Regions from separate parts of the Mus musculus genome. Here all the other regions are linked to region 3. Evidence: chromatin contacts called from public HiChIP or PLAC-seq data. All regions are on one chromosome and are shown on one strand. Each heading gives the region's core, a stretch centred on a gene start, on an enhancer-like site or on the middle of the called end of the contact. The rest is flanking DNA. Distances are from core to core; before and after follow the strand shown.

What was found. HiChIP or PLAC-seq counts read pairs in DNA pulled down with a chosen protein or histone mark.
Region 1: a contact with region 3 is called in an HNF4G HiChIP or PLAC-seq map of pancreatic cancer cells. The contact joins two enhancer-like sites. A contact is called at or near these places in 2 of 484 Hi-C or Micro-C datasets (cerebral cortex and cortical neurons), 8 of 115 datasets of contacts at active chromatin or transcription factors (bone marrow-derived macrophages, embryonic basal ganglia, embryonic forebrain and 4 more) and 3 of 9 other capture datasets (adipose tissue, embryonic stem cells and pancreatic islet).
Region 2: an H3K4me3 HiChIP or PLAC-seq map of bone marrow-derived macrophages shows a contact between it and region 3, with 4 times the contacts expected there. The contact joins two enhancer-like sites. A contact is called at or near these places in 10 of 484 Hi-C or Micro-C datasets (the Ba/F3 cell line, the G1E-ER4 cell line, adipose-derived mesenchymal stem cells and 4 more) and 1 of 115 datasets of contacts at active chromatin or transcription factors (bone marrow-derived macrophages).

What each region holds. Positions count from the first base shown.
Region 1 is chr3:146,757,353-146,760,052 of GRCm38.p6, reverse strand. Prkacb (protein kinase, cAMP dependent, catalytic, beta) reads left to right here. Exons shown (of 10, transcript NM_011100.4): 2 at 2,285-2,346. Among named protein-coding and RNA genes, the nearest start is that of Prkacb, 54 kb to the left of the region's middle. Within about 2 kb of position 1,307, at least 52 of the 459 cell types and tissues checked have an H3K27ac peak or open chromatin away from gene starts, as enhancers often do. A contact at or near this core is called in bone marrow-derived macrophages and pancreatic cancer cells, where this site is marked.
Region 2 is chr3:145,962,920-145,965,619 of GRCm38.p6, reverse strand. No RefSeq gene overlaps it. Among named protein-coding and RNA genes, the nearest start is that of Gm35352, 23 kb to the left of the region's middle. RefSeq lists an enhancer at 691-1,521. Within about 2 kb of position 1,414, at least 113 of the 459 cell types and tissues checked have an H3K27ac peak or open chromatin away from gene starts, as enhancers often do. A contact at or near this core is called in the Ba/F3 cell line, the G1E-ER4 cell line, bone marrow-derived macrophages and 1 more, where this site is marked.
Region 3 is chr3:146,327,527-146,330,226 of GRCm38.p6, reverse strand. No RefSeq gene overlaps it. Among named protein-coding and RNA genes, the nearest start is that of Gm40167, 18 kb to the left of the region's middle. Within about 2 kb of position 1,261, at least 118 of the 459 cell types and tissues checked have an H3K27ac peak or open chromatin away from gene starts, as enhancers often do. A contact at or near this core is called in the Ba/F3 cell line, the G1E-ER4 cell line, bone marrow-derived macrophages and 2 more, where this site is marked.

The sequences.
Region 1 (2,700 bases), core at 58-2,557, 430 kb before region 3:
ACTTAGACTGCTCATGAGTGCGGAGAATATTTCAAAGCACAAGTGAATCCTGGGTAGCATCAAAGCCTGTCTCCTGGAGCTCATCACGGGCACAGGAGAAGAGACTGTTGTGTGTCCCCGCACAGGTCTTTGTCATCTGTGCTCACTGCTCACTCGCCTCCGTTCCCTTCAACCCTCCTCAGGGTAACACAAGAGCAGGCTCTCTCTCTCTCTCCCCACTTCTCCCTTCTCTGGTCGATGTGAACTCAGCAGGTATCTGGAGAGTTTGCACCATAACTTCACAGTTCTGTTATACATGGGAACTGAAATATTTTTCAGAAGAAATTTAGAGATGTATTATTTTCATTTTCAGAATCACCAAATAGGGCTTTTTTTTTTCCAGAAACCACAGTTATATATCCTGATGTGTTTTGTTTCTAATTTAACTTACACCCATTATTTCCAAGTCATGGGCATGTGCAGACATCTCTATTCCATGAACACAAAACAAATAAACAAAAAACTTAGTTATAAGATACAAAGCCAGCCTTTTTGAGCCTGGGATGGAGCTTAGTGGTAAGAAACATGCCAGTCAGTTCATGTGAGAGCCCCTGGTTGGAGTCCTGGAGCAGACACAAAACAAGCGAGCGCTCTCCATGCCGCTAGCATACCAACTTCCCAAAGATCAGAGTTCAGACTACAACCCAAAGCCTCTTGACTTTTCCAGTCCTAAAATGAATTAGATCATGTGTTGATAATTATATGTATCAGTTAATTTACTGTTTTGGTACATGAGAATTTTAACTCTGAAAGTTAATTTTCTCTAATTTTTAAAATAAGTATTTTGCAAATTCTGTATGATACAATACTTAGAAAGTCGTAAAGTGCTATTTCCAGAAATGCATAAGCGGCGTTCTCTCAAAACTACCGTTTATTATTGATGTTCCTCATTGTCCGCATATTAAAATGGCAGAACAGAATGGCAAGCGCCATCTTGGTTTGTGCTGGGCCATAGGTGTTGTCCTGTAGAGAAAACAAGACAGTGTAATGCACACCGTAAGTATCAGGTCCCTGCTGTGCACGCCGGGTCTCTGCTTTGCCCTATTTGGGGATTTGATAGGAACATTTGTTGTTGTTTGTGTGAGACAGAGTCCTTGCCCTATAGCCTAGCCTTGCCTAGAAATCACAGTGTAGCCCAGGCTGGTCTTGAACATACACTGTAGTGCACCCATCTCAGCCTTCGACAAACTGGGATTGCAGACCCCATCATGCCTAGCGTGATTCTGGCTGTATTCCAGCCACTCTTTGTTTCTAAAGTAGTGGCTGATGCAACAGCTCATCTCCCCCAGCATCTTACTGTTCTGTGGCCTGTCACCCTGCTCTCTCCTCCATTGAGCCACGCAGGGAAATGCCAGGATTCTGCTGAACAAAAGATATAGTAAAGGGATCTTGTGTAATCCAATTGTATTCTCATTTTTTACATAAAAATAAGAATATATCATTTTTAAATGTTTACAGTTATTTGTTTCTAAACCATCAAAAATTTGTTTAAAAACAGAAGCCCTTGTTAGTGAATTTGTGGGAGGAGTGTGTAAACAGGACATACTCTTAAGTGACTCATCTTTGGTTAACAAATTTAACAATATAAACCACAGCTCTACAAATACAGCTATTATTAACTACCATATAAACATCTGCTTCTGTTTGACTTTATTTTAATGTAAAATTTAAATCAGACATTCAGTTTAATTTTTGTTATAAGTTCACAGCTAGTTTTTAAAGTAGTTTGTATTGTAATTAGTGTTTTGTTCCTTTTGGGTTTTATGGGTTTGTAGATCCTGTCTGTACCTGTTAGTCTGTGGTTTCTCCGCTGCTCTCTGCTGGTGGAGAGACCACAGATCTAATGCACACAGCCTGTACCTGGAACTGCCTTTTCCCACAACCAGTTCTCAGGTTGACTATCCTCAGCTCGAGCTCCAGCTTCCATTAACCCCACTCACGGCTTAGTCAGTCACTAGGTTGTCATCAGTTGATAGCTTGTACACAACCTCAGTATGTTTTCTGAGCATTGTGGTGACTGGGTATGATGGTGTCAGAGTGGGCCCTATGTAGAGCAATCGTTGAGGCCTTTAGAAATGGAGACACCAGTAGCCCCCTGGGCTGTCACACTGAGGGATGCACGTGTCCTTACAACAGTTGCTCACACAAGGATATCTGTGTTTCATATAGCCACATGGGATGTGTCTTCTTTATGCAATATACGCATTCTTACCAGACACTGTCTATTTTCTTTTCTTTTTTCCAGTGAAAGAGTTTCTAGCCAAAGCCAAAGAAGACTTTCTGAGGAAATGGGAGAACCCTCCCCCGGTAAGGAAGCTGTATGCTTTTCTGCAATTGGAAGTGAATTCATGATTCTTGTTTAACTTGTTGCTACTTCGCAAATTTTAGTTTTTAAGTGTTAATAGTAAACATATGATATGGTGGAAATTCCACCATAATGCTGTGCTATAATTCATTAATTTATAATTTTATGGATACCTACATCGGAGAAGCAGCCATCTTCTCATAGAATCCCTCAAGGGGGGAGTTTGGTTGTTTCATTTCTTGGCACAGCCTGGGAATTGAACACAGGGCCTCGTATACCAGACAAAATTTCCACCACCAAGCTATATGCTAAGACTGTTGTGTTGATACTAATTCCAAATTGCTATAATATAAGGT
Region 2 (2,700 bases), core at 165-2,664, 360 kb after region 3:
GAACAAAATACTCACAGGAGCAAATATGGAGCTAAAGTGTAGAGCAGAGACTGAAGGAAAGGCCATCCAGAGACTGTCCCACCTGGGAATTCATCCCATATACAGTTACCAAATGTAGACACTATTGTGGATGCCAAAAAGTGCATACTGAAAGGAGCCTGAGATATCTGTCTCCTGAGAGGCCCTGCCAGAGCCTTACAAATACAGAGGTTGATGCTCACAGCCAATCATTAGACTGAGTCCCTAATAGAGGAGTCAGAGAAAGGACTGAAGGATCTGAAGGGGGTTGCAAACCCATAGGAAACAATATCAACCAACCAGACACCCCCCACCCCACCCCTGTGAGCTCCCATGGACTAAACCAAGGAGTATGCATGGCTCCAGCTGCATATGTAGCAAAGGATGGCTTTGTCATGCATCAATGGGAGGAGAGGTCCTTAGTCCTATGAAGACTCAATAGATGCCCCAGTGTAGGGGAACTGAGGGCTGGGAGGTGGGAGTGGGTAGGTGTGTGGAGGAACACTCGCATAGAAGCAGGTGGAGGGGGCATGGGAGAGGAAATTTCTGGAGTTGGGGGCGGGGGTGTGGACCAGGAAAGGGGATAACATTTGAAATGTAAATAAAGAAAATTTCCAAGAAAAAAAGAAGAAAAGAAAACTGTTTTCTCTTAAAAAAAAAAAAAAAAGGAAAGGTCTTGTTCCTATTGGTTGCTATAAATAAACTGAATCATTAGATCATGTCTTGAAAGGGTTTTATAGAAATACCAGGCATAGCTTCCAGTGCGGCGATTTATACAAGCAACTCCTAATACGAGCCTTGGGAGCAATGCTAAGCCACGTAATAAAGGGCATTACTACGGCTGCTCCGGCATACTTGGGTGACAGATTAGACTGTTCAGGCACCTCCTTACAGGTCAAAGCCTGCAGGCCGGGAAAGGAAAGAGCTAGGAGTTCCTTCTGGCCCGCAGCGCTCAGGCAGGCAGCTGTGTAATCCCACTGAACCTGTCTGGCAGCTTGGCAGGAGCGGCTGGTGCTGGCAGATAAGACCCTCTTGGGAAGCCTGATAGCTCCTGTCAATAAGGAAACTGCAGAGGGCCACTGGAATTTTCCAAGCCATGAAATGAAAAACAAAAAACAAAAAACAAACCAAAACTCTGGTTTGAAAATGTGCATTTAACCAATCATGACAGAGAGCTTTGGAAAATAACTTTTATTAAAGAAAGATGCACCGCAATTCTTTGCTTTCTAGTAGTCTAGTATGATTTACAGATTTACATATGCTTATCCGGCTTGGAAGCAGCTATTGTTTGCTGACCGGTTGCGTCACCAGAGACTGAAGGTCTCTGCAGCCCTCAATGCAGTTTGGACAGTGTGGCAAAGCACTGCTGTTTCACAATTCGGGAGTTGTTGCAGATCCCATTTTTGAAGTCCCATGGATGTTCTTCCCTCTTGATTTAGACTAGGTCAGAGAGCAAATGACTGTGCAACCCACAGCCCATGAGGAAATGAGGCAGGCAGCTAGCTAGAGCTGTGGTTCTCAGCCTGTGGGTTGCGAGCCCGCTGTGGTCGCGAACGACCCTTTCACAGGGATCGCCTATCAGATATCCTGCATATCAGATATCTACGTTATGCTTCATAACACTAGTACATTTACAGTTATGGATTAGCAACAAAATAATTTTATGGTTGGGGGGGTCACCACAACATGAGGAACTGTGTTGAACGGCTGTAGCGTTAGGGAGGCCGAGAGCCAATGGTCTAGAAGAACGGGAGCTGCGGGGTACACTGGAAGCCCAGATGTTGGGGCTGACTGATCATCCATAGCTCCTTAGCACACTCTCCCCCAGGGACGAGCGAGGCGCCCCTCAAAGTGCTGCTGAGTCTAGACTTTCCAAAACTCCTGGTCACCGGGAAAGAGGTAGTTGAGGCATACTAAACACCTAAGGAAGGGTTTCTTGGAACCTCGAACAGAAAGAGTACAAAGTCTGCGTGGGTAGATAGTGTTGGCAGGGCTGGAGTGAGGGAGCCCAGGGGAAGAGGAACCCGGGCAGGCACCGCTTGCTCCCGGTAGGCACCGCTTGCTGGTCTGTTGTCTCTGTGTCTTCAGTCTGTCGGGGTTTATTCCATTTCTGCTTACACCTGTGATTGTCCTTGGCTGATGATGGCACCGCTTCCGTGTAAAGCGGAGTCGTTCGCAGTTATTTAGCTTGTCTTCAATAGTCAGGGCTTCAACTTGGTTAAAAGAAGTGTATGAACTCAAGAGAAAAATCCCCAGCGCGGAGGACACAGCTCAGTTTTACGTGGCTGGGTAGCGATGGAGCATTTAGAAAGCTTGCGTTCCATTCCCCAGCAGTACAGAAAGCCAGGCCGGGAGGTGCATGCCTGTAATTCCAACACTTGGAGGTCAAGAGGAAGGCAGCAAAGAGTTACAGTTCGTCCTCTACAGTTCATCCTCGGCTCCACCGGGAGTCAGAGGAAGGCCTGGGACAGGAGACCAATGTCTCAACAAACAATGCTCTGAGGCCTCAGGCCCTCTCTTTAGAAACTGAGGCAGGAGGAGTGCCGAAAATTGGTAGCAACTTCCAAGCCAGTCTGAGCTACTGAGTGAAACTTTGTCTTAAAAAAGGCAAAATCTGAAACAAATAAAGTAACATAACAGAATTCGCAGGTGTGAAGATGTGTTTTATAAAAAGATTAAGAA
Region 3 (2,700 bases), core at 12-2,511:
TACTCCTGTGTCCATTCAAGTTTCTATTGGCTGCCAACTCCTGACGTGGAGTGCTGTGTAATGCTTGCATAGTTTGGAGGCAGTGAGACTGGTTCCGGCTTGGGAGTTCTGCGGGGTGATCAGGACCTTTTCTCTCTCTGTCTGCATGTCAGCACGTGGTTTCCATACCTACAGCTGCTTCATGTTTCACATGCATCCACGATAATAGCGGCCATAAAATCTGTCTTCTAGATGGGAAGCAAAGAAAAAAGAGGGAGGGAAAAGGCTACGTCTATATTCTGTTTTTAAAAGCTTTCCTGGAAATTAACCCACCAGGTGTTGATATTCCATTGGCCAGAAGTTAATCATGTGAGAACCACTTGCCAGGGAGACTGGGAAATGTGATCTTTTTGCTCCTTATTAAGGATGTGGACAATATGGGATACTGAACAGGAACAATCACAATGTGCGGGACCTTGCCTTCATTTTACTTATCCAGAGTCACCTACAAGAGTCTTTTAAAATCACAGTATCTGATTTTTGTGGATTTTCCCTTAACTCCTCATTTATTAATTATAATTGAATAAGGAAGAGCTGCTCCTTCCTCCTGGGAACACAATTCTTTATTTATAATGGTATCGATTCTTCTCTGATCCCTTTAACAAGAGAATGGTCTTTGGAAAAGAAGAACCAAGTGCTTCCAGCATTACCTATCTCCCTAAGATGGTTTGAAATAACAATACAGCTAGCTACAAGCTTTAAGAAATGTGGGCATCACCAAGGCCACACAAGCACCCAGTGTCCTCACACAGCTCAAAAGTGGCAGGAAAAGAAAAAGGTCACATCAGGGTAGATCCACTAGTGTAAATTTCTCATTTGTCAAAAATATGAATTCATAGTTGGCAAGAAAAAAGAGCCAGTTGAGCTAGACAAATATGATTTCTGTTGACAGGATATTAGGTAAAATAACTCACACAAACTAACTAAGGTGGCACCCAGTAAATATTTTTAATAGTTTTTGTTGAAAGGGCTATCATCATTCAAGCACTTCTTGGTCTCTGAGACGTGTGGGTGGCTTAGTTGTTTTGTAAGACCTTTTTGAAACATGATAGGGTATATGAAAATTTAAAAGACCGCGTCTTAGTTACTTTTCTACTGCTTAACAACGTGGCCAAGACAGGTTATAGAAGGAAGGTTATACTTGGGCTACAGTACCAGACGGGTAAAGGTCTATGATGGCAGAGGGGCAGAGCCGCGATGGGCGGAGCCGCGATGGGCGGAGCCGTAGCAGGAAGCTGAGAGCTCACTTCTTCAAACTGCAAGCAAGAAGCAGAGAACGCCAACTCAAACTGGCCAAGGCTTTAAGCTCTCAAAGTCCACATTTGCTCTCCAGCAAGGCCGTAACTCCCAAGCTGCCCCTAACAGTACTGCAAACTGGTGTCCAAGTATTCAAATACTGGAGACTTTGGGGGAACATCTCATTCAATCCATCACAATCATAAATATTTTTAAAATAAAAATGATAGTAAGTCCACTTTCTGATGAATGTCTATGGTCTTTGGGTGGGAATTTGATGATGGAGTCGTTCCTCCTCTTTTTGTTTAGAAAGCCTAGACATCAAGGTTTGGGAACCTGGCAAATGGGCTTGGATTCGGGTCTGCTGGCTAGAGTCTCCATCTGCATTTGACCTGCACATTTGCTGGTCAGCCGGGGTAAGGACGTAAGGGGTGGGATCGAGGACATAAGAGGGTTAGAATTATGAGTCCGAAGCCTTTGGGTCATCTCAGAGGTGTCTACCGCGAGACTGGCAACTGCACGTTTAAATTTTAATTTGAAATGCCACGTTCACCTCCTTATTGTATTTTCGCCGAGAATACAAGACGAGCATACCTAAAGAGGGGGAAACGGAGTGGCTTGTTGAACAAGATTGTTCTAGAAGTTGGGATCCTGATTTGTAGTCTTGATCAGAGTGCTAGAGGCTGTTCGCATCAGTTTAGCTCCTTCATTTCCCTGAGATCTTTTCTCACAGAACCTGTCCTGCTCTGAAAACCTGTCTAGGATTTCCCTAAGAGTGCCTTGGGCTGCCTGCAGTATCTTCAGTAGAACTCTTTTGCCACCTAGTGGCCAAATTAAAGATCTTCGCCTTACCGTATCTTCTGCTTCCAGGTCCCTCCTTGATTGCAGCAAAAAGAACAAAGCCATTTTAGACTTTCCTCCGCAAGAATGCGGCAAACTGCCAGAGCTGGGAGGAACAAATGTTTAATTCATGTCCTTGGAAGCTCCGCTGGGTGAACAAACACAGCGCCGCTTCCTAAGGCAGAGGCCTTGGTGCAGTGGGCATGTGGTTACAAAGCGGTTCCTGACGGCGAGAACACCCAGCGAGGTGCCCTGATAAATGTAACCCCAAGGAGATGTGTTTGGGTTACTCCCTGTGAGCTAATCTGTTACACGCTGGTCCTTAATGCTTTCAGCTGCTCCCAGTTAATACTCATTAAGCATGCATGCAGTGCCTGTCCCTCTCTAGACATCTGAAATAGAGAGGGGTGAGAGGGTCCCCTCGGGTCTCCTGCTGATCTGGAGTCATCTTTCACCCAACAGTGGTCCCTATAGGGTTGTTTTTCCAGCAGCCCCATCAGAATAGAAACTCCTCCTAGACTTTATCTGAGCCTCATGGCTTTACCTATCTGAGCAGGGAGTGGGGGGTGGGGGAAGGACGCATGT